2 separate regions of the Mus musculus genome follow, and region 2 is linked to region 1. The links are chromatin contacts, called in public HiChIP or PLAC-seq maps. All regions are on one chromosome and are shown on one strand. Each heading gives the region's core, a stretch centred on a gene start, on an enhancer-like site or on the middle of the called end of the contact. The rest is flanking DNA. Distances are from core to core; before and after follow the strand shown.

What was found. HiChIP or PLAC-seq counts read pairs in DNA pulled down with a chosen protein or histone mark.
Region 2: a FOXA1 HiChIP or PLAC-seq map of pancreatic cancer cells shows a contact between it and region 1. The contact joins two enhancer-like sites. A contact is called at or near these places in 3 of 39 promoter capture datasets (liver and pre-B cells) and 1 of 115 datasets of contacts at active chromatin or transcription factors (pancreatic cancer cells).

The regions. Positions count from the first base shown.
Region 1 is chr3:88,124,075-88,131,317 of GRCm38.p6, forward strand. No RefSeq gene overlaps it. Among named protein-coding and RNA genes, the nearest start is that of Mef2d, 15 kb to the right of the region's middle. Within about 2 kb of position 4,232, at least 19 of the 459 cell types and tissues checked have an H3K27ac peak or open chromatin away from gene starts, as enhancers often do. A contact at or near this core is called in pancreatic cancer cells, where this site is marked.
Region 2 is chr3:89,110,875-89,118,117 of GRCm38.p6, forward strand. It overlaps the pseudogene Gm29704. Among named protein-coding and RNA genes, the nearest start is that of Fdps, 13 kb to the left of the region's middle. Within about 2 kb of position 2,442, at least 15 of the 459 cell types and tissues checked have an H3K27ac peak or open chromatin away from gene starts, as enhancers often do. A contact at or near this core is called in pancreatic cancer cells, where this site is marked.

The sequences.
Region 1 (7,243 bases), core at 2,982-5,481:
AAATTCTTAGAGAAAATATTTTCTATAGCAAGGTTATTTGGCTTTGGTCATTTTAAATATTGAATCACTCAACTGTATATTTTAAAGGGCTGAATATTATGACGTACTAATTATACTTCAATAAACCTTTGTTTTTGGTGTTTTTCTTGATTAAAAAAAAAATTAGGTGGTGGCACATTCCAAGTCCCAGCACTTGGGAGGCAGAGGCAGGTGGATCTCTGTGAGTTCAAGGTCAGCCTGATCTACAGAGTGAGTTCCAGGACAGCCAGGGCTACACAGAGAAACCCTGTCTCAAAAACAAACAAACAAACAAAAAAGAAAATGCCTATACAGGCCAATCTGACACAGGCGTTTACTGAACTGAAATTCCTCTTCCCAGGTGACTCTAGCTTGTGTCAAGTTGACAAAACCTAACCAGGACATTTCCTTATTTTTAAAGTTAAGTGTTTGAGATTTGCCAGTGTGTATGTCACTGTGTACCACAGTGCCTTTGGAGGCCATCATGGGGGACAGATCCCCTAAACCTGGAGTAACAGAGGGTTGTGAGCTGCCATGTGGGGCTGGGAATTCAGTGCGGATCCTTTGCAAAGGCAGCCAGAGTCCTTAACCACTGAGCCATCGTTCCAGCACAGCCAGCCCTCTTCCAGCTCTGGTTTTTTTTGTTTTGTTTTGTTTTGTTTTGTTTTGTTTTGTTTTGTTTTGTTTTTTTAAGCTGGGGAAAGATCAGGGAGGCAGACTCCTGTCAGGTCAAAGGACAGCTTGTAGGGATCAATCCTCTCTACCACATGGGTCGCAGGAATTGAACTTAGGTCACCAGACTTGGCAGCAAGTACTTTTACCTGCTGAGCCACCCACCCACCTCCCAGGACAAAAACTTTATTATTTATTTATTTATTTATTTGATTTTCTGAGACAGGGTTTCTCTGTGTAGCCCTGGCTGTCCTGGAACTCACTCTGTAGACCAGGCTAGCCTCAAACTCAGAAATCCACCTGCCTCTGCCTCCCAAGTACTGGGATTAAAGGTGTGTGCCACCATTGCCCAGCCCTTAATTTTTATAATAATACTTTTTTTTTCCAAGATGGGCTTTCTCTGCATAGCCTTGGCTGTCTTTGAACTCACTGTGTAGACCAGGCTGGCCTCAGCTAGCTTTGTTGCTGCTGCTGTGACTGTCTGTGGCCACCTCCTAGTGAGAGACTCCAGCTGGGAGGCACCCAGCCTCAGCGATGGGCACCTCCCAGGATTTCAGCACCTGACATGTGATTTGGCTGTCCTTACTATTTTTAGACTCACTTAATAAATTCCAAGGCATGTACATAGTTGTATATGTCCCCTTGCCTCTGCTGCTCCAGATAAAACACCAGGCCGTAGACAACTGAGGTTATCAAGGACTCTCAACCAGGAAAAAAAAAAGAGAGAGCAAATCTGTCAAGATCAAGAAAAACAAGTGTTTCCTGGAGCAATGGCTCAACCATTAAGAGTACTTACTACGGGCCTGGAGAGAGGCTCAGCGGTTAAGAGCACTGACTACTCTTCCAGAGGTCCTGAGTTCAATTCCAAGCAACTACATGGTGGCTCACAACCATCTGTAATAAGTTCTGATACCCTCTTCTGGTGTGTCTGAAGAGAGCTACAGTGTACTCATATAAATAAAATAAATCATTTTTAAAAAATAAAAGTAAATGCTGGTGTTGGTGGCACATGCCTTTAATCCCAGTACTCGAGAGCCAGAGGCAGGTAGATTTCTGTGAATTTGAGGCTAGCCTGGTCTATGTAGTAAGTTCCAGGCCACCTAGGACTAGACAGTGCAACTTTGCCTCCGAAGAATTATTTTTTCTCCAGTTACTGATTTTGTGTGGTGGCCAAATGCGTGCTGCGATGAGCACCTGGAGGTGCTCAAAGGACAACTTTCAGTTCTTTCCTTCCACTACGTGGACTCTGGGGACGCAACTCAGGTGGTAGTTCAGGCTACCCACCCACTGAGCATCTCACTGGCTCCACAGTAAGAGCCTCTCTCCAGAAATATAAAATAAAAGCTATCACAAGCAAACCTACTTAAATGCCTTGTTAAATTCAGGTGTGTCATGCAGCATTTCTCAAAAATGCTGGCCCCAGAAATATTAAACCTTTTTATAATTTTTATTTTTTATTTTTGAGACAGGGTTTTTCTGTGTAGTCCTGACTGTCCTGGAACTCACTCTGTAGATGAGATTAAAGATGCGCATCAGCACTGCCCAGCTTATTTTTATTTCTGAGACAAGGTCTGACTTATTCATCCCGGGCTGGGCCTTGACCTCCCCGCGTCTCTGAGGGTAACCTTGACCTCCTGACTCTCTTACCTCCGCCTTCCCAGCACTGCCAACACAGAGGAAAATAACTTATTACAATGTTTGCTTTTCAAGACTTTCCTACCACTAGAAGTGTGGGATTCATCAGGGCCCTTCGCTGGCAGCCAGGGCAGGGAGCTCCAAGTGACTCTTGGTCTGTGATGACCAAGGCGTAAAGGCATTTGCAGCAGCAAATTCTTTTATTTTTTTTTAAGCATTTATTTATTTTATGTATATAAGTACACTGTAGCTATCTTCAGACACACCAGAAGAGGGCATCAAATCCCATTACAGATGGTTGTGAGCCACCATGTGGTTGCTGGGAATTGAACTCAGGACCTCTGGGAGAGCAGTCGGTGCTCTTAACCTCTGAGCCATCTCTCCAGCCCTACTTTTATTTTTTTTTTAATTAAGAAAAAAATCATCTTTTTTTTCAAGACAGGGTTTCTCTGTGTAGTCCTAAAACTCACTCGAGTTGTTCTGGAACTCATTATACGAACAAGCTGGCCTCAAATTCACAGAATCCCACCTGCCTCTACCTCCTGGGTACTGGAATTAAGGACATGTGCCACTATGACCAGCACTAAATAAATGGTTTTTCTCCTTGGTCTTCCGAGACAGGGTTTCTTCTCTGTGTAGCCCTGGATGTCTTGGAACTTGCTCTGTAGACCAGGCTGGCCTTGAACTCAGAGATCCGCCTAACTCTGTCTCCTGAGTGCTAGAACCAAAGGTGTGCGCCACCACCACCTGGCTAATTATTTTAAAGAGAAAATTTAATTAAAGGAAAGCAAAACAAGGGGGCTGGAGAGATGGCTCAGTGGTTAAGAGCACTGACTGCTCATCTGAAGGTCCTGAGTTCAAATCCCAGCAACCACATGGTGGCTCACAACCATCTGTAATGAAATCTGACGCCCTCTTCTGGTGCATCTGAAGACAGCTACAGTGTACTTAGATATAATAATAAATAAATCTTAAAAAATTATAAAAAAAAAAAAGAAGAACGTGAGATCGAGGTGGCGCACGCCTTTAATCTCAGCACTCGGGGGGCAGAGGCAGGTGAGTCTGGATCTCTGAGTTCGAGGCCAGCCTGGTCTACAAGCAAGTTCTAAGATAGCCATGGCTACACAGAGAAACCCTGTCTCAAAAAACTGTCAAGCAAACAAGCAAACAAAACCACTAGAGAGATACAGCTCAGTGGTAAAGCATTTGATTAGCACACACAAGATTCTGGGTTCTGTTCCCAGCACCACACACACAAAAGAAAGAAAATCTCAAGAGAACTAGGAGAAAGGGAGAAGGGAGGGGAAGCTAAGAGAGATAGACAGAAAGAAGATAGAAGAGAGGAAGGTGGGGAAGGGGAGGGGAGGAGCAGAGAGCAGAGGGGAGGGAGGAAAGAGGAGGGCAGAACTTGTCAACATGGCCACCTGGGCAGGTTCCCTCATAGCACGTGGGGAACTGCACAGGGCTGGGCCAGGAAGTCGTGGAGCTAAAGGGGCTGCAGATTTCATTCTCATATCTACAACTTTTGGTTTCTCTGAGTTTTCTCAACATCTGCCTTACAGAAGCAGAGAAAGAGGAGCTGGGAGTTTCGCTCTCACCCTTGGTCATTAGCACCCATCTGCTCCTGCAGGTGAGGCTAGCTTCCAAGCCCCCTTGAGAACTTTTGCTCCAAACATGACTCCATATTCTGTCTCTTGCCTTCCACCAAGAGGTCTTGAATCTGACTTTAGTGACATGTCTTCTGCAGGAGGCGCAAGCAAAAGTATTACAGGCGTTTCTAGGCAACGGTGGGCATTTCACTTTGTTTACATTATTTGCTGTTGTTTTTTCAGCCCTCTATGAATAACTCTCCTTATCACAGCACTAGAGAAACCGTGGCTCAGAGAGAGTCAGTGACTCACCCAAGCTCATACTAGAAATGAGGGTGCTGGGACTGGATCCCAGAAGGGTCTGACCCAACCTTCTCATTTCTACATATGAGCAACTCTGAGAGCCCACGGGATCAGACTGGAGGTTTTGTGGATGTGTGTGCATTCTTCATTTTTTTTTTTTTTAGAGACTTATTATTTAGGGCCCAAAGAGATGGCTCATCGGTTAAGAGCACTGGTTGCTCTTGCGGAGGACCTGGGTTTGGTTCCCAGCTCCCACATGGTAATGAACCTGTAACTCCAGGAACAGGAGAGCTGATGCCTCTTCTGACCTCTGTGGACTCCTGCATGCATGTGTTATACAAAACATACATGAAAGCATACACATATAGACATAAAATATAATTTAAAATTTTATATATATATAATTTGTGTGTGTGCATGTGTATTTGTCCTCAGAGGTGGAAAGAAGGCATTGGATCCTTTGACTCTGGAGTCCCAGGCAATTTTGAGTCACCTGATACCTTATTTTTCTATTGTGGTAAAGACACCAGGACCAAGGCAACTTACAGAAGACAGAGTCTACTGGGGCTTACAGATTTAGAGGGTGGGCCCATGACCATCATGGCAGGAAGGCAGCAGGCAGCAGGCAGGAAGGCAAGGGACTGGGGCAGTAGATGAGTGAGAACTTACATTTTTGACCCCCAAGCACCAGGATGAGAGGGAGGGGAAAGATATGGGGGGGGGGGGAGAGAGAGAGAGAGAGAGAGAGAGAGAGAGAGAGAGAGTGAGAGAGAGAGAGAGAGAGAGAGAGAGAGAGAGAGAGAGCCTGGCCCTGGTGTGGGCTTTTGAGACCTCAAGGCCCTTCTCCAGTGACACACCTCCTCCAACAAGGCCACACCTCCTCCAACAAAGCCACACCTCCTCCGGAAAGGCCACATCTCCTATTCCTTCCCAGTTTTACCAGCTGGAGACCAAGCATTCAAATATGAGTCTGTGGGGGACATTCTCATTCAAACAACCACGTGTGACCTGTTGTCCTGGGAACTGAGCAAGTCCGGTCCTCTGAAGGATCAGCAAACATTCTGCCCACCTGTACCATGCGCTTGTAAGGTCTTGTTCTAAGTGCCTGAGTGCTTCTCCAGCATCTTCTCTGTACTCTGTGCCACTGTGAGCATGGAGTGCCGGCTCTCTTCCTTGGCATTGGTGAGAGCTGAGCTGGTTTCCCCTGTACCCTTTACTCTTGTCTGGGCACGTGAGGTACTGAATGGGAATCCCACAGATACTTTTTGAGTTTTGTTTCATTTCATTTTCTGAGACAGGAGTCTCACTAACTTTGGCCTCTCTGCAGTCTTCCTGCCCCAACCTTGATGTCTCAGTTAGAAGAGACACCATGACCTAGGCAACTCTTATAAGGACAACATTTAATTGGGGCTGGCTTACAGGTTCAGAGGTTCAGTCCATTATCATCAGGACAGGGGCATGGCAGCATCCAGGCAGGCATGGTGCAGGAGGAGCTGAGAGTTCTACATCTTCATCTGAAGGCTGCTAGCAGAATACTCACTTCCAGGCAGCTTAGGATGAGGGTATTAAAGCCCACACCCACAATGACACATTACTCCAACAAGCCATACCTTCTAATAGTGCCACTCCCTGGGCCAAGTATATTCAAATCATGACACTTGGGAGAGCTAGGGTTCTAAGCATGAGGAGCCATCCAGTCCCACAAGGACTTGTTGCCTGTTGAACATGAGAGAACCCATTGGCTTCTATAATCTTCAAGCATCCTTGTCTGAGAGACCTCCAAGCCGTCACGGACAGTGTGATGGTACAAAAGGCTGCCGGGCATAAAGCAGGAATGAAAAGAATAAACACTCAGACCTTTCGGTCCTCAACTTTTTCTCTTCATAAAGTGCTCTCTTACTGCCTCATGTCTTGTTAGCAGTCAGCTCCGACTTGAGTCTAGAGCATGTGAGACCAGGACTTCAGCTTTCATGTCCTTTTACACGAGGTTACAGTATATGATCCTGTCCTCTAGAACAGCAACAAAGCTGGCCGTAGTGACATACATCTGTAATCCCGGCACTCAAAGGCCTGAGGCAAGAGGATTCCTAGGAGTTCAAGTCTAAGCTACAGAGTAAGGAGGCAGAGGCCATACCAGGATGGGTGGCAGAAGACTGGTAGCCAGCAGGTACCACATGTGGGATCTCATTGTATAACAAACCTACTGAGGTGCCAACCAGCTGGGTATGAGCACCCAGTATGTCCTCGAGGGTCTCCCATACCTTGACCAGTGGGTTGACTCAGTTAAGGCCTGTTGAATAAAAGCTCTCTTGGGGGGGGGGGGGCTGGTGAGATGGCTCAGGGGGTAAGAGCACCTGACTGCTCTTCCAAAGGTCCAAAGTTCAAATCCCAGCAACCACATGGTGGCTCACAACCACCTGTAACAGAGATCTGATGCCCTCTTCTGGTGCGTCTGAAGACAGCTACAGTGTACTTACATATAATAAATAAATAAATCTTTAAAAAAAAAAAAAGCTCTCTTGGGGGGCTGGAAAGATTGCTCAGTGGTTAAGAGCACAGACTACTCTTCCAGAGGTCCTGAGTTCAATTCCCAGCAACTACATGGTGGCTCACAAGCATCTGTAGTGGGGTCCAGTGCCCTCTTCTGGGGTGTCTGCAGAGAGCAACAATGTACTCATATACATAAAATAAATAAATCTTTAGCAATCTCATCAGGAGAGACAGAGCCTATAAAGCACAGCAAACTCGGGAGGCAGAGGCAGGCCGATTTCTGAGTTCGAGGCCAGCCTGGTCTACAGAGTAGTTCCAGGACAGCCAGGGCTACACAGAGAAACCCTGTCTCAAAAAACCAAAACCAAACCAAAACAAAACAAATAAAGCACAGCAAGAGAGTGATGCTAGCCCTGGATCAAAGTCCTGCCAAAGACACAGTCACTTGAGTGAAGGCCAGGGGAGGAAGGACAGCCCTGACCCATGGGCCCTCCAGCAGATGGGTCCTGCTCATCGCTGGCACGGTGCAGCCAACC
Region 2 (7,243 bases), core at 1,192-3,691, 990 kb after region 1:
AGCCAAAAAGTTATGATTATAATACTCATGCTCTGTTATCTCAATGTTCTGAAATCCCCTGTTCACCACGTATTCACTCCTCCCCCTTTCCAAACTCAGGACCACTCAGCTTAAAGGTTGGCTGATAATGCTTGCCTAGTAAGCCAGCTGCTCCCCTCCTTGTCCTTCAAACTGTTGGACTTGGCTTTTCCTATAAAAAGCCTACCCGGAGGATAGACTGGTGCCACAATTAGGTTTTTCCTTCTTGTGGACCTGGACATCCAGTACTATGGTGTGCATTTAATAAGCTATTCTTCCTTAGCTGAGATTGGTGTATGCATGGGTTGTGTGGTGATTCCCAGACCCCAACAATGTTACTCTTAATTAAACCTCATGTTTTAAAATTGTAAAATTTGTGATATCTAGGCTCTATGACAGATTCAAATACTAAACTTTTGGGGGGGGCAGGATTGGTTGGGGGTGAAGCAGAGGCATGACCTCACTATGTAGGCCTGGCTGCTGTCCTAACCATCTTGGAATTTACTATATTAACCAGGCTAGCCTCAAAGTAAAAGATAACTGCCCGACTCTGCCTTTAATCTGCTAAATTCTGGGATTAAAGACATGAGCCATCAGGCCTACTCAAACCAAAGACTCTGTGACACAGAGTTCCCAGCCAACTCATACTATAGGGAACCACAAGTCTCCTCTCCAACCAAAAGACAAAAGAGTAGGGAGTCTTGCGGTCACTCTCATGCCTAAGCCACACCCTTCAATGCCACGGAAGAAGATTTAGAAGAGCAATTTTTACCTACCTCCAAATTTTCTAGGACCATGGCTCTCAAAGGGAGTTCTCATAGGGACCAGAGGGGCTTCAAGATTTCCATCTGTAAGGGGACAGTTAGTAGAGAAAGGTGGAAGCCGGGGCTACAAATGGAGCTTGTGCAGAAAGAAGCCAAGGCCATGCAAACTTAGGAGAAGCCCTGCCCCATGTAAATAACCCACAAAGGCTCGGAACTCACTGGTGTGTGGCTTCCTAAGCGTCTCATTTTCCAGTTCACCGGCCCGCTGCCACCCCAGGGAGCGCCTTTTTTCCTTCTTTCCATCCTTCCTTTCTTTTTCTCCCTTTCTTTCTTTCTTTCTTTCTTTCTTTCTTTCTTTCTTTCTTTCTTTCTTTCTTTCTTTCTTTCTTTCTTTCTTTCTTTCTTTCCTTCTTTCCTTCTTTCCTTCTTTCCTTCTTTTTGTTTTGTTTGTTTTAGTTTTTGTTTTTCAAGGCAGGGTTTCTCTGTATAGCCCTGGCTGTCCTGGAACTCACTCTGTAGACCAGGCTGGCCTTGAACTCAGAAATCCGCCTGCCTCTGCCTCCCAAGTGCTGGGATTAAAGGCGTACGCCACCATGCCCGGCTTTCTTTTCTTTCTTTTTTTTTTTTAACTTTTATTTTATTTATATGAGTACACTGTAGCTGTCTTCAGACACATTAGAAGAGGGCATCAAATTCCATTACAGATGGTTGTGAGCCACCAATGTGGTTGCTGGGCATTGAACTCAGGACCTCTGGAAGAGCAGCCCGTGTTCTTAACCGCTGAGCCATCTCTCCAGCCCTCTTTTTTTTTTTTTTTTTTTTTTTGACTTAAAACTGTAACATTCTTCCCCTCCTTCCCCAACCCTGCTTCCCTTCTTGACCTGGGACCCCACTCCATCAGGCCCATTAGCTTCTTTTATTTGTTTCTCATTACAGATGGTTGTGAGCCATCATGTGGTTGCTGGGATTTGAACTCATGACCTCCAGAAGAGCAGGCAGCTCTCTTCTTAACCACTGAGCCATCTCACTAGCCCCTTTCTTTTTTTTTTTTTTTTTTTTTTTGATTCTTTGAGAAAGGCTGACCTAGAATTCTCTAGGTAGGCTAGGTGGGCCTTGAACTCAGAGATAAACCCAGTTTTGCCTCTTAAGTTCTGGAACTAAAGGGGTATGCCACTATGTCCAGACTTCCTCTGTTTTAACTCAGGAGACAGAGACAGGCAGATCTCTGAGTTTGAGGGTAGTCTTGTGGAGGTCTATAGAGTACAATCTAGGACAACCAGGGTTACAATGAGAAATCTTGTCTTAAAAAACCTAAATAAACAAATGGTCTCTATTTCTTATTTTTCTCTTTCTTTTCTTCAAAAGGAACACCCAGATAAAGAGATACACTGAACAAGGTTTAAAAAGGTAAAAAAAAAAAAAAAAAAAAAAAAAAAAAAGTCCTGAGTACAAAATAGTTCTGTGCTCACGGAGCTGGGCAGGTCACCTTCCTACCCGTCGGATAGTCTGGAAGTACTGTCAGGGCTCTTTATCGCCATTTCATCATGGATACATGATAAATTATTAACTGGAAGTTTCAAGTGGCCAGTCATCCTATGATCTTGTGACCAGCTGCTATTAGGAGCCACCAAGAGTTGACTGATTAAAGGCCAATCAGAGCCAACACAGCCTTTACTCCCAGCAGAGGATGGCAGAGCCCTGATTTTGCAGCCAGCCTGGTCTCCATATAGGGAGTTTCAGGACAGCCAGAGCTACAAAAGGAAACCCTGTCTTGCTGGGGGAAATTTGTCAATCAGCATTCCTGAAAAGCAGCTGATTAAAACACCCCTGCCTCGTGCTGAGCTGTCTCAGTGTGGGAAAGCACCAGTTGCTTTCCTGTGGAAGCTCACACCAGGGACTCCATCACCATCTTCTGACTATGTTCAGGCAGCAGACACACACATACAGGCAAAAACCTGTATTTTAGGTAAACATAAAATAAAAAATCTTTTTTAAAAATGTCAATAGCAAGCCAGGCAATGGTGGCACACACCTTTAATCCCAGCTCTTGGGAGGCAGAGGCAGGCAGATTTCTGAGTTCGAAGCCAGCCTGGTCTACAGAGTGAGTTCCAGGACAGCCAGGGCTATACAGAGAAACCCTGTCTTGAAAAAACACAAAACAAAATTGGCTGTGAAGAGTTTGGATTGCTGCAGGTTCAGAGCCTAAATACAACTTCTTTGGGGCCGTGTTTAGGTCCCCCAAAAGCAATTCCTTACCCACCTTGTGCCAGACCTAACATCCTGATAGGCAAATAAAACCCTTTGGAATGTATTAACCAAACCTTAACTGCACCAGTGGAACGGATAAGAAGGGACCAGGTAGCATCTGAGGCCTGCAGTTGAGATTCCCTGTCTGCAGTAATCCACATCCCTGTTTCCATCAGTAGGTTAGGTCCAAACTGGGCTCAGCCTGTCTGTCTGAGAAGCTGCGTGCTTTCTCCCATTTTGCTTCTCTCTGCTTCCCCTTCCCCATGGAGAGATAACCTTGGCAGACTGATCCCCATACACCTTTGTTTCCACTCACAGAATGGCACAGTTTGGTGAGCTTGCTGCACCCTTGCTTACACAACCCATTTTTATTTCTTTTTTCTTTTTTTTTGGAGACAGGGTTTCTGGAACTCACTCTATAGACCAGGCTTGCCTTGAACTCAGAAATCTGCCTGCCTCTGCCTCCCAAGTGCAGGGATTAAAGGCATGTGCCACCCCTGCCTGGCCACAACCCATTTTTAAATGCTTTGTTGTATAACCTCCTTTGTTACCATAAAAACTCCACAAGTCTGTTTCTACATCATTAGGACATTGTATTGGAGGGAGATCTCAATATATGTTGTTTCTGGGATGTGGTCTCTCTGTCTCTGTCTCTCTCTTTCTCTCTCTCTCTCTCTCTCTCTCTCTCTCTCTCTCTCTCTCTCTCTCTCTCTCTTTATTTTTTTTTAAGATTTATTTATTTTATATATATATGAGTACACTGTAGCTGTCTTCAGACACTCCAGAAGAGGGCATCAGATCCCATTACAGATGGTTGTGAGCCACCATGTTGTTAGGAATTGAACTCAGGACCTCTGGAAGAGCAGTCAGTGTTCTTAACCACTGAGCCAGCTCTCTAGCCCATGGTCACTGTTTTTCTTTTTTTTCCTTTTCTTCCTTCCTTCCTTCCTCTCTCTCTCTCTCTCTCTCTCTCTCTCTCTCTCTCTCTCTTTCTTTCTTTCATTTTTGGTTTTGATTTCTGTTTTTGGAGACAGGGTTTCTCATTGTAGTTGTCTCTGTCCTTAACCAGATAAAGTGAAAGTTCTGGGTCTAAGCCTCTTACAGACAGGTATCATGCAGTGTGCTTCCTGGCCCCCATTTGAATTCTAATTGAATGTGTAATATCTAAACAAATAAATGAAATTGAGGGTACTGGTATATTGCAGGTGTCTTGTTTTGTTGTTGTTATTTTTAAGTGTGTGTGCACACACATACATGCACATGTGTATCTGTTGTGGGTGCACATGACTGCAGGTACCCCACAAGGTCAGCGGTGCCAGGTCTCCTGGAGCTGGAATTGCAGGCACTTTTGAACCTTCTGTCTTAGGTGCTGAAGCTCAGACCCAGGGCCTCCACAGGAGCACACATGCTCCTAACTGATGAGCCATCTGGCCAGGCCAACCCCAAGCTACCCCTCTGGATTTTATGTGAAAGATGAAGGTAACTGTATGTAACTAATTTCTAAAGTCTATGTGAGAGTCTGAAGGAGGGAGCTGGGCCAGTGGCTCAGTGGATAGAACGCTTGCTATACCAGCTTGAGGAACTGAGTTCAGATCCTCACAACCCACGTGGAGTCAGATAGTTAGCAGCACTCACCTGTAAACCCATGCTCTTATGATGAAGTGGGCAGCAGAGGTAAATTCCTAGCAGCTAGCTTGGCATATGAACAGTAAGCAAGAGACAATGAAACAAAATGACAGGTTCTCCAAGACACCTGCACCCTAGTAGACACATTCTTCATGAACACACACTGTAAGGAGCAGAATCACCTCTAGGTGGAGACATGCCATTATCTCCTCCCTAAATGTTGATCCACTTGGGCGGGTCTGGGACCTGACTGGGGGAAGGGGGTGGGGGGTGGGGCGGGACAGGACCACTCCTAGGCAAGTAGATTAGATAATGTGCTTTTCCTTCTCAGAATTCTGGCCCCCTAGTACAGTCTAAAAGAGGTTCAGGTGTGATGCCCACCTTTGGGGCCTGACTCAGAAAAGTGGAGCTTTTTTTTTTTTTTTTTAAATTCTGTCTTTTTCTTTTAGATGCTGGCCAGAGCCCAGGTAGGTGTGTTTTTATATTCCCAATGAACCTTCTGGGCTTCCTTACTCCTCTTCTAAGGCTCATACCCCATCTGTGGAAAGGCAGTGGGGATGAAAAGGAACGCAAGCTTTACCTGAGATGAGATGGTGAAAGCTGGTTTGTTTTGTTTTGTTTTTATATTTTTTCATACTTCTTTACTGCTCTATTGTCTTCTGTAACTCTGCTTTGCATCTACTTATGATTTTACTTAAAAGGGCCCTAAGTCTGCTCTTTGTTTGTTTGTTTGTTTGTTTGTTTTTGAGACAGGGTTTCTCTGTACAGCCTTGGCTGTCCTGGAACTCACTTTGTAGACCAGGCTGGCCTTGAACTCAGAAATCCACCTGCCTCTGCCTAAGTCTGCTCTTTTTAACCCAAGGGAGGCAGTCACTAGCCAATTCTCAGGTGTTTACTTCAAATTTTGCTCAAAAAAGTTTTAATTTTTCAAGATACGTTTTTCTCTGTGTAGCCCTGGCTGTCCTGGAACTCAGAGATTCATCTAACTCTGCCAACTGAGCACAGCGATTAAAGGTTTGTACCACCACTGACTGGCTTGTGGTAGTGGTCTTATTCTCACTCAGTGGGATTCACATTTTCTGGAGGCCCCAGCGAGATAGACCACCCAAATTCTAAAGCTGCATCTTCATTCTGGGGCTCCAGGGTTGAAGGGCTGCCTCAGGAGGTGTACACCTTCCAGACCAGGACTTCAAGATGGCGTCGCTCAAGCCATTGAAGGAGAAGAAGCTCATGGAGGTCAAACTTGGAGTGCTGCCAAGCTGGATATTGATGAGGGATTTCACCACCAATGGCATTGCAGGAGCCTTTCAGAGAGGGGATGTCCTGTCTTACAACAAGGACATCAATGTTCAGAAAGGCGGCATCTCATGGTGCTGGCTGCCTACGTGGTTTTCAGCTACTACATTTCTTACAAGGAACTCAAACATGAGCGGCGACACAAGTACCACTGAAGAGGGGTCGCTAGAGGGCATTGCATGGCCAAGTGTAACTGCCTGCCCCACTCTGACCTAGGAAGAATTCAACTAGCTGAACCTTCATACCCTGACTGAGAACTAGTGTTCAATAAAAGGTGACTGGTTCACGTACCAAAAAAAAAAAAAAAGGCATTCCAATGCTCTGAGGAGAAGGCCTCTCCTGGGAATACGTGATCTGGTCTGTGGGGATCCCAATCTGGGAAATAGAAGGGTTTGATGGAACCCAGATATTTTACCCTCAAAAAGTGAGATGTCACATGCCACTTGAGGTTCTTGGTCTTTTTTTTTTTTTGGTTTTTCGAGACAGGGTTTCTGCCTGCCTCTGCCTCCCGAGTGCTGGGATTAAAGGCATGTGCCACCACCGCCCTGCTGGTTATCTTTATCTATTGTCCAGGATGATTATGAATATCCTATCACCAAGAGTCATCTCTGAACATTCTGTGAAACCGAATAGCCCACACTTGGAAACGACTGCCCCATCCCCACCCCAGCCTGGGCAGCAGTAAATGTCACCCTCAGTAAACCCAACCATCCAGATCAGAATGGGAACATCTTGCCTTTGACAGAAGCAACTTCCAACCCTGGCTCCTGAATGAGGGTCTGTTTGGTTAGAAATGAGCAAGATGACCAAGCCCTGACTGTCGGCAGATGGACCCTTTGAGGACCTGTAGCAGAAGTCCGGGCACGCCTTCTGAAAACCATTCTGCAGGACTCACAGGAGAAACAATGTCTCCTCCCTCCACACAACCATGTTTACCCCCTTCCCCTGCTCACCTCCTCCTTCACAACCCTCGCTACCATCTCCAGCCTCACTCTGCCCTCTCCTGTCTGTCTGCTTCAACCTCTACTCTGCCACGTAGCTCTTCCCTATCTCTCCTGTCTTCCTTCTCCCTAGATCTTCTCTACCTCCCTGTGTTTCCCCTCTCCACACCTGCCAGGGGGTGCCATATGACTCTCGAAACTCCTCCTCCTTCTCTTCCTCCAATCCTGTTTCCCTCCTCCTTCTCTTCCTCCAATCCTGTTTCTGAGCAGTACCTCCTTCTGTCCTCCCTCCCCTATGGCTCATTCCAGACAATTGCTACCCATTATCCTTTTTCCATTACAGATTTCTAC